Regions from separate parts of the Oryctolagus cuniculus genome. Here region 1 is linked to region 2. A link is a contact called in public Micro-C data. All regions are on one chromosome and are shown on one strand. The core of a region is the stretch at or near the end of the contact, and the rest is flanking DNA. Distances in the headings are between cores, read along the strand shown.

Region 1 (4,476 bases), core at 257-2,756, 550 kb after region 2:
CACACTGCTTAATGTCTCAGTATGTGTCCAACCAATTGCCTATTTTAAGTTGCCTACAGATTTACAATGTAATGTTTTTCATACTGGTATCCTTTTACAGCTAGGTGTTTAAGTGTCTAGGCAAGGTGAATTTATTTTCAAGGAAGTTCACACACCGGTGTTAGGTTTGCTCTTGGGCGTGGAGGCAGGCGGTAGAGAGTGCTAGGAGAGTCCTGACCACAAATACCTTTTCACAAATGCCACCTGGAGGACGCAGAGTAATGAGCCAACCCTGCACCTCCTTCCTCCGGACCTCTCAACACCTGCTCAACTGTAGCCCAAGGGGAGGAAACTCCTGTGCCTCTCTTTAAATGGGAATCCGTTGCCCTCTTTCCCCGCCCCCCGTCAAACGAATGCCCAACGCCAGCACCAAACCTTAGACGAGTAACTAGTATAGGAGAACACAGAATGTTTGCCAACAAACAGCGCCAGGGCAGGGGGCAAACGACAGCGACCACAAGTGGACACCCTGGACGGAGGTCCGCTCACCTGGGCGAGGCTCCAGCCTGGGAAAGCAGAACCCTTTCTCCGCCCCGCCCGAGGACTCGCACAGGTGCAGCGCCAAGGCTACCAGAGGACAGAGGGGGCCGCCCACCCACTCTTTTCGCCCCAGATGACCCTAGCACCCGGGAAAGCTTCCCTCAGCGGGTATCGCTCCTTCTTTCCCGGAGACAAGGGAGCAACGAAACCGCCACTCAACGTCTCCGGCCGCGCCACCCGTCCGCAACCAGGCACGCAGGTGAGGTGCAGACAGGTAACCGCACCTGCTCTCCCAACCCCACCTGCTGCGTCTCCTATCCCCGTCCTCCTCCTCCACCGCCTCGGTGGGCTCGGCTCCTCCTCCACACGCCGCGGTGTCACGCTCCGACCTACCTGTGCGACTCCAACCCCAGGGCGCCGGAGCGAACCGTGGCGGGCACCCTGCGCGCCTCCGGGCCCGCCGGCGGCGGCCCGGCGCCCGCACTTTGCCGGCTGCCGGCGGCTGCGGGCTCAGCGGGAAGCCCCGGCGCTGCCCAGCTCGCCGCCTCCGAGCGGCTCCATTGTGACGCGGCGCGTTCCAGCGGCCAATGGGCGCGCGGCGGCGCGAACCGCTGACTGAGTTCGCGCGCGGAGGAGGAGGGGCCGGGCCGAGGTAGGGGCGGCGGCACGGCCTCGGCGGTGGTGGCGGCGGCGGTGGCCGTGGCTGCCGCGGAGGCGGAGGAGGACGAGGAGCAGGACGAAGAGGAAGCAGCCGCGGCCGCTGGGATAGTTGCTCCTGCTGTGAAACTGTCTGCTCGCTCTGGGCGCGAGGTTTTGCCCAGCTTTGCGGTGGCGGGGGCCGGTGACTCACCCGTCGCTGCTGGGAACAAAGCGCAGCCATCTCCCCGAGCGCGCCATGTGGCCGCCGAGTCCCCTGGCCCAGCCGCGCGCCTCGCGGGGGACGCTGGGCTGCTGCCAGCGGAGGGAGCGAGAGGGGCCCAGGTCCGTCCCCTGGCGCCGCCACGCCAGTGACTTTGGCCGCACCCGGTGTGCTTGTGCGCGGGTCGGGTTCCCGCCTTCTCACGTGTGCGCCCGAGCAACTTGTTATTTACATAACGTGCGCTGGGGCCTTGAAGAAAGGCTCGGGAGCAGCGCGGGAACCCGCCTCTTGGACTCTGAAGTCCCTAGGCCGAGCCCCTGGGAGGGAGGGTTTTACAGTTGTACCGCACTAAGCTGCCTAAATTCAGTTCTGGCCTCCAGTGTCATCCGCCCCTCCCAGGTGTGCTGATCCTTGAGATGAGAGGGGGCGACCTGGGAGACTACACTCATGACCTACGTTGTGGCTAATCAACTGCAGGTGCACCATGGCTAGCGCCCAACCCACTTCCCTCTAGGGTTAAGTGCCTGGAGTTTGAACAGTAACAATACGCCTCACCAGAAAACAACATTAATCCAAACCCCAGGAATTAAGGGGACTTGATATTTTGTGTCCTCCACTTACACTCCATTTTAACTCGGCCTCTGCCCAAGCTCCCATTTGCAATACAACGATTCAATTAGGCAAGATTAAATATCTTAGTTGCTATGGCAACGACATCTCTCTTTATAAAGTAAAACTTTGCAAGGGACCTCCCAAAGGAATAGAGTATAAAAGACTTAGCATTAGGGACATCTGATCAGGTTTTGTAAATGGGAGTAAAGAAAACGCAGTCCCGAGTTACATGAGACGGGCGGTGTCCCACATAGACTGTTGAGATTAGAACTACAATTTGAATCACTCTGAGAGGTAGCAAGAAGGCTGCCTGTGGGTCTCTTGTTGTTTCCTTGTCTGCTGAATTCTAGGTTGGCGGCTGTCGTCTTCCTGCGTCTCGGGGGAGAAGCTGGAAGAACATGCCTTCATTTGGTCATTCAAGTTTTTGTTGAGCCATGCGTGTGAGCTACTGTGTATGCACAGATCTAAATCTAACTTACATTTGTGTTTGGTTCCCAAACTGCTCACCATCTGGAGATGGGTCACATATAGGTATATTCCTTGTAAATGAAACAAAGAAAAAAGTGGTAGTAGATACAGATTGTAAAGTTATGATATTGAAACTTGAAAACATCCGTTTTGTACGTGTTTCTGAATGTTTGGAAAGGAATATTCCTCCCCCCGCCAAATCCCTGAGCAGATGATCCATTCTTCCATCACAGCAGTTAACAGCCTATATGACTTGGGGTAGTTACTTACCTTCCCTAAACTCAGACTTAAGAGATTATAACCAGATATGCCTTCAACATTTCAATCCAATGATGATGTGAATACAAAAATGACTTCAATGCTTGGCAACCCAATTTACCATTAGCTGATAGTTAAAGCAACCAATTTCAAACAGTAATATTTCTAGGTAAACCTCGGACACGTAACATATAAATGTTATTTTTATTTTAATTTAATTCTTAAACACCCGTCAAGGTGACAACATTGATTCCATGGAGAAAGAAGACTTCCAAATTTGTGATATCGTATCTCGGAATCTCTTTCTGAAGTAAGAGCCCCACATAGCTGTTTCTCCTGGTTTGTTGTTGTTGTTTTTTGCTATGGCATATGAGGGTACTTCAAAATGCTCATGGAAAAATGGAACTGAATATTCTGGTGCAAAAATTGTGAAAATCATGCATACAAGGCTCTTCAAAAAGTTCATAAAATGCAAACTGTGAAAAACTCTGCATGAATTTCAACATTTTTGCAATAAAACAAATTTTGTAATTCTGTTTTCCAGAACTGTTTGAAGAACTCTTTTTAAGCTCCCAATAGCATTACAGTAGAGAGAAAGAGGACTAACCCCAAATACTGCTCCCAGGTACTTTTTTTTTTTTTTTTTTTTTTTTTTTTGGGACAGGCAGAGTGGACAGTGAGAGAGAGAGAGAGAGAGAGAGAGAGAAAGAGAGAAAGGTCTTCCTTTTGCTGTTGGTTCACCCTCCAGTGGCCGCCGCGGCCGGCGCGCTGCGGCTGGCGCACCATGCTGATCCGAAGGCCAGGTACTTTTAAAATAATATGTACATGATATGTTCCCATAAAGAGAGTATTTACTGACTAGAATATTTTGGCATCCCATTATAGGCCTTATAATTAGGAATGCTTGACTATTCATACCTGTGCCCAGTTTTTCCACTACATTGTATTATCTTTGAAAACAAGACCCCTGAGGTCCTTGGAATATGTTCAGTCCTTACAGGAGTACCTGACATTCTCTCAAGGATTTTTTTTTTTTTTTTGATAAAAAGTAAACTCTGAAAGACTCAGGTACCGCTTCTACAGCCAAACCCATCAAAGTCTAAAGCAGAGATTTAAAATTCCATCATGGATATTAAGTACTTTATTATGTGTCCAGCAGTGTGCTAGACACTATAGGTGATACCAGAGGAACATAAAACTTGGTCCTTGACCTCAGCAGCATGCAGCTTTTATGAACAGTTGGGGTTGGTGTTATGGTGCAGCTGATTAAGCTGCCACTTGGGATCCCCACATCCCAGCTGGCTGGTTCTAGTCCCAGTTACTCTGCTTCCTGTCCTGCCTCCCCTAGTGCAGCTGGGAAGCAGCAGATGATGGCTCAAGTACTTCGGTACCTGCCACACACCTGGGAGACCCAATGGAGTTCCCAGCTCCTGGCTTTGGTGTAATCCATCCCTAGGTGTTGCAGGCATTTGGAGAGTGAACTAGTGCATGGAGGATCTGTTTCTCTCTCTGTCACTCTTTCAACTAAATAAGTCAGGTACTTCTCACACTCAAATTAATGTAGAACAGTGTTGGTGGGAGTAATCAGAAAAAGCCTCATGAAGAAAGGAGAACTTAACATTGGAGGGACAGGATTAAGAAAACAACTTGTGGTTTTGCCCTGTGTGCCCCAAACATTGTCTTAAAATGACTGATTCACCTTCAGGACTCTTTGTGGCAGGATGAGAACCTGGAGGAGAAGCTAAAGTACAAAGATTCTG
Region 2 (5,091 bases), core at 1,744-4,243:
TTAACTAGCTCTGTAGTCACAAGTCACAAGGCTTATGTTAATAACATCCAGGTTTTTTTATGTGTTCCTCTTTAAGCACTACACATTGGGAAGCATAGAAGAAAATGACCTCAAAACAAGGTCAAAATGCATTACAAAGAAGCTATATAGAATCAAGCCAATAATCCACTTAAGCTACATTACTCAATACCAAAGCTTCTAATTCAACAAAAAGAACTCAGCCAGTACTGGGTACTTCACCACTTAGAATGTTATTAGAGCCTTTGTAATAAATTTAAAAATCATAATTCAAATAAAATGGACAAAAAGTCTAATTAACAATGAAAACCCCTAACTTTTTCTGATCCCAAATTCAAATACTACATACATTATAGCAACAGTTAACAATGAAAAGTGATACATCAAGAGCCAAAACCATGACTGAAAAAGTAGAACTGACTTTTCACATTGGTGAGTCTGAAGAGAAAATCTGAAATGCACTGAATCCTCAAAAAATTTAATTGCAAATGAAAGAGGATACTTACCATTAAAGCCCTGATAAGTATTCCTGCAAGCAGAGTGTGTGTAATCTATGAAGACACAGTTAACAGAAAGGAATTAGTAAAATATTAGCAAACCTCCAAAATTATATATGCATCTATTTGAAACAAACACAATTTCTCAAATGTCATTAACTCAATTATCTGCAAAACTGAGGTACAAACAATTACCAATACTCCCTTTGGGAAAACACGCATCTCTTTTTCTTGACCACCCTCCCCAAAGGCAGGTTCATCTCATCATCCAATTACAGTAATGGAAAAATTAGTTCATAACACCTGATCCATAATAACAGTCAAAAGAGGGATCCAATACTGATTTACAGTACAGAACAAGAAGGAAAGCAGAGCGGCTAAAATTATGTATTAAAAACATGCAAAAAGCAGAGACATTTGAGAGGTGGTTTTATGTAATGTAATTTTTTTCAAAGTCAACACTTCTGCCATTTAATTCACTGTCTATAAAGATTTCAAGATCTAATCTGAGGAATGTATATGTATATCTGAGTGTGTGTTAAATCCATCCAAGATACGGCACCGTTGAAAACCATATTGCCAATTTCCCCATCAAACCAATTTAACAAAAGTTTAATCATTTAGTTAATTTTGCAAATAAATACTGAAAGAATGAAATTTAATACAGTACTCATTTGGATACAACAGAACCACACTACACTGTATAGATACACTGTTGGTCAAATTCCATTTCCCAAATAGAATTTGGTGACTGAGGATGGACAGCGCGGCAGGGAATATTTTATCACGGACACTGTTTAGAATTGTAGGCCTATGAGAATAGTAAGTTATTACTAAGTTTGATTCTTGTTTTTCAATTGCAGAATTTGTATTGGCTAATTGCGTTGGGGTGGGTGGAAAGGATTGTCCCCACCTACACCTGGCAGCCTCTGATTGCCCTTTGGGTGTTTGTACTATCAAACTGTAGCCTGAAAACACAGTAAATTTTTTTTTTATTTTCATCCCAAACTTTGATCACTTCAAACATTCAGAGTTGAAAGGTATTTATATCAAAATGAGTCAAAGTCCAACTAAAACAAACAAAAACCCCAGGTACTCTTACCAGCTGAACTTCCTATTTCAAAGTATCTACAAAAGGGCTAATGGGGGGGGGGGGCTTTCATATATCTTGATTCAGTAGCTTTTACTTTTGTAAAAATCAAAATTCAAAAGCTGCTTCATTCCTAAGCGGAGATCACACCTCATTCAATGTTAAGTATGGCTTGTTTTTTTGGTGGCATTAGAGGCTTTCAACTACTTAGCGAACTGGTTTTTATTTAGAAACGCCTGCCTGGTTCCCCCGGATTAAATCCAGTTTAACTACACAAGCCCTTTCCCTGGCCTCCCTACTTGCTGTCACTACATGCCATTTTTTTTTCCTCTCTCGACACCCATGTCGCTAAAAGTTGAGGACTTTTGAGGACATCGGAGGACAAGACGAAGCCCAGATTAATTTTTTGTGACCCTGTGAAAACGATCTGAAGAGCTGGGGGGGGGGGGGGGGGCTAAAAGGCACGGCTCCGACAGTTTATTTCGTCAGCAGGAACACAAGCGGCTGAGTACACGTCTGAAGGTGAAGGGCACGTGATGTTTGCTCGTGCCAGAATTCTAACTTAAACCGCATCCACACACAAGACCGAAAAAAATAAATAAATAAAAGTGCTCCGGTTCACAGAGCCTAATTCGAACGAGAATTAACAAGCCCAGTTTTCCAACCAGGAAATACCTGGCTTTCCACCGATCGTCTCTGAGGGACGCCCTCTAAACATCTTTTCTTAAAAACAACCGAAATCAGCACCGTGAACAAGCCTCGGAAAATGCTACCAGGCAGGAAGAGCACTGACTAAACGGACGGACGGGCCGGGTCGCCGCCCTGTGGGGCGAAGGCGACACGAGGGGGGTGGGGGTGGCGGCAGGCCCCATGCGTCCGTTTGCCTGAGCCGGGAAGTTGGGAGGCGTTAGGCGGTTTCCACGCACCGGGGCCTGGGCGAGGCCGCGGCCCGAGCCCCGGGGCCTGGAGCTCTGGGCGCGTCCTTCCCGGCACCGAGGCCCACACCCAGCTCCCAGGTTCTCCCGGCCGGGCCGATTCGAGGCGTGCGGGTCCCTCCAGAGGCCGCCTCAGGGCCCTGGGCCCGGCCTCCAGGCCCGCCAGAACAAAGCCCACACGGCCATCTTGAGACGGTAAACAGACCCCCGGCGCAGGCCTCCCGCCTCCCGCCCGCCGCGGAGACCTCTCAAGAGGCTGCGCTTACCGTCCTCGAAGTCCATGGCGGAGGCTCGGGGCGGACGGCCTCAGAGGCGCTAAGCTGAGCTCTGGCCGGCGGCAAGCGCCCGCGATCCGCGCGGTTCCTCACAACCAGTCCGCTCCACCGAGAGCGGCGCTACGGGCCGGAGAGCGCAGGCCACAGTGAGGCTGGGGGCAGGGCCGGGCGGTGCTGCCGGCCGCCGCAGCGCGGCCCGCGATTGGCTGGCGCGGGCTGGTGGGCGGGCCCTCGCGCGGGGGCGGGAAGCAGGGCCGCTGTCACGCTCTAGGATTTTGACCCCGTGGAGCCGCCGCGGGCACGGTGGGTAAAAAAGAGAGCGTCGGCGAGTGGCGGCGCCTGCGGGGAAGCGAGCTGAGTGTTCTGGAAGGGCGGACTGCGGCCCGCCATGTTTGAACCTGGCAAGAGCGAAAGGCTCTGGTTAGAGGCTCTTCCTCCTGCCCGAAACGAATGAAATCACGTGCCGACCTTTTGCTTTTTATTGGCTGGTGATGACTGCTCGGGAAAATGCTTGAGCGTGTAGGGAGACGCTGAAGTCTGGGACGGTCTTAGAACTCTGGGAATGAGGCAAAGCAGGCTCTCCGCTCTGAATTTGAAGGCGCTAGTAAGAAGCTGCACAAGGTCGCAGGCAAACGAACCTACTAGCATTCCATTATTTACACTTTTGAGTGGACAGTGGGCAGTGGGCGAAGTTATTCAACCACCCAACCATAGGGAAAGAGAAAACGGTTCTGATCACTCTGACCTTGGGGCAGCTGGAACCACGGGTTTAAGAAAATCCTCCCCCTCCCCACCACCCCACGTAAAGCAAATGGTGGCAACAGTGAGTTGACAGGAAACAGGAGTCAAGCTCCTTGCTCTTCTTCCGGGTTCAATCAGCTGCTGGAACCAAGTTCTAAGGAAATACACTGTAAGAAAACCTCCAGTTACACAGACACAGCGGGTGTCTGACGTAGCCAGAAATCCGGCCAGGCGTCGCTTCCTCCCCACCACTTTCCTTCTCCTCCCTAAATGATTCACCCTGCTCTCCACCCTTTGCTCATTTCCTTCTTCTCTCCACACTCCTCCCCCCGCCCCCGCCATATATGTTTTTCTATTCACCTGAGCTGATCATGTCGAAAACTCAATTCACCATTTTCCTCCTCAGACCTGCCCGGGCTCCTGTATGTATTTTTTCCTGTCTGTTTGGGGCAGGGTGAGCTAATCCCCCTAATCCTACTAATCCCAGCCAGCCCGCCTGCCAGTCATCAGTCGCTACTCAGCCCAGCCCTTCCTTCCACTCACTCCCAAGCCGTACCCAGGTCTTTCATCTGTTCATTACCCTCTAAAATTTCTTGAACCTGCCCCCTCCTCTCCATCCCCACTGCCACCAATTGAATGTACAGACTCGTTAGCTCTCCCCATAACTAGTGCTGCAACTTCCTAACTAATTTTTTTTTCTGCCCTTCAGTCTCGAGTTCTCAGCTGCAGTAACATAAATGCCAGTCTAAACTTGTCACGAGGCGTCTCTATCCTGGCTTAGATCTAGTCACTGCTCCTTAACCTAACGCACGGACAGCAGGGATCTGCCTGACCTCTGCATTCCGCCTTCTTGTCTCTCCCAGACCCTCCCTTCTGTTCAGCAGTTTCTGGACACTGGTTGCAAAAACAACCCTGTGCTTTTTTTTTTTTTTTTTTGTACTTATTTTTTTGTTTTTGATTTTTTTAACTTTTATTTAATGAATATAAATTTCCAAAGCACAGAATATTGATTACAATAACTTCCCCCCCATAACGTCCCTCCAACCCGCAACCCTCCCCTTATCCACTCCCTCTCCCCTTCCATTCATGTCAAGATTCATTTTCAATTCTCTTTATATACAGAAGATCAGTTTAGCATACATTAAGTAAAGATTTCAACAGTTTGCTCCTGCACAGAAACATAAAGTGAAAAATACTGTTTGAGTACTAGTTATAGCATTAAATCTCAATGTACAGCACACTAAGGACAAAGATCCTACATGAGGAGTAAGTGCACAGTGACTCCTGTTGATGACTTAACAAATTGACACTCTTGTTTATGGCATCAGTATTCACCCTAGGCTCTTGTCATGAGCTTCAAAGGCTATGGAAGCCCCCTGGGTTCACTGACTCTGATCATTTTAGACAAGGCCATGGTCAAAGTGGAAGTTCTCTCCTCCCTTCAGAGAAAGGTACCTCCTTCTTTGATGACCCATTCTTTCCACTGGGATCTCACTCGTGGAGATCTTTCATTTAGGTTTTTTTTTCCCCCAGAG

What was found. A called contact is a pair of places that touch in the nucleus more often than the background predicts.
Region 1: a Micro-C map of ear pinna shows a contact between it and region 2, with 5 times the contacts expected there. The contact joins the promoter of LRRC8B here to the promoter of ZNF326 in region 2. A contact is called at or near these places in 4 of 6 Hi-C or Micro-C datasets (ear pinna, psoas muscle, skin fibroblasts and 1 more).

What each region holds. Positions count from the first base shown.
Region 1 is chr7:81,194,505-81,198,980 of mOryCun1.1, forward strand. LRRC8B (leucine rich repeat containing 8 VRAC subunit B) reads right to left here and starts at 1,507. Exons shown (of 5, transcript XM_017346108.3): 1 at 1,370-1,507.
Region 2 is chr7:80,642,018-80,647,108 of mOryCun1.1, forward strand. It overlaps ZNF326 (zinc finger protein 326), which reads right to left and starts at 2,994. Exons shown (of 12, transcript XM_002715870.5): 1 at 2,807-2,994; 2 at 525-569. The coding sequence starts at 2,822.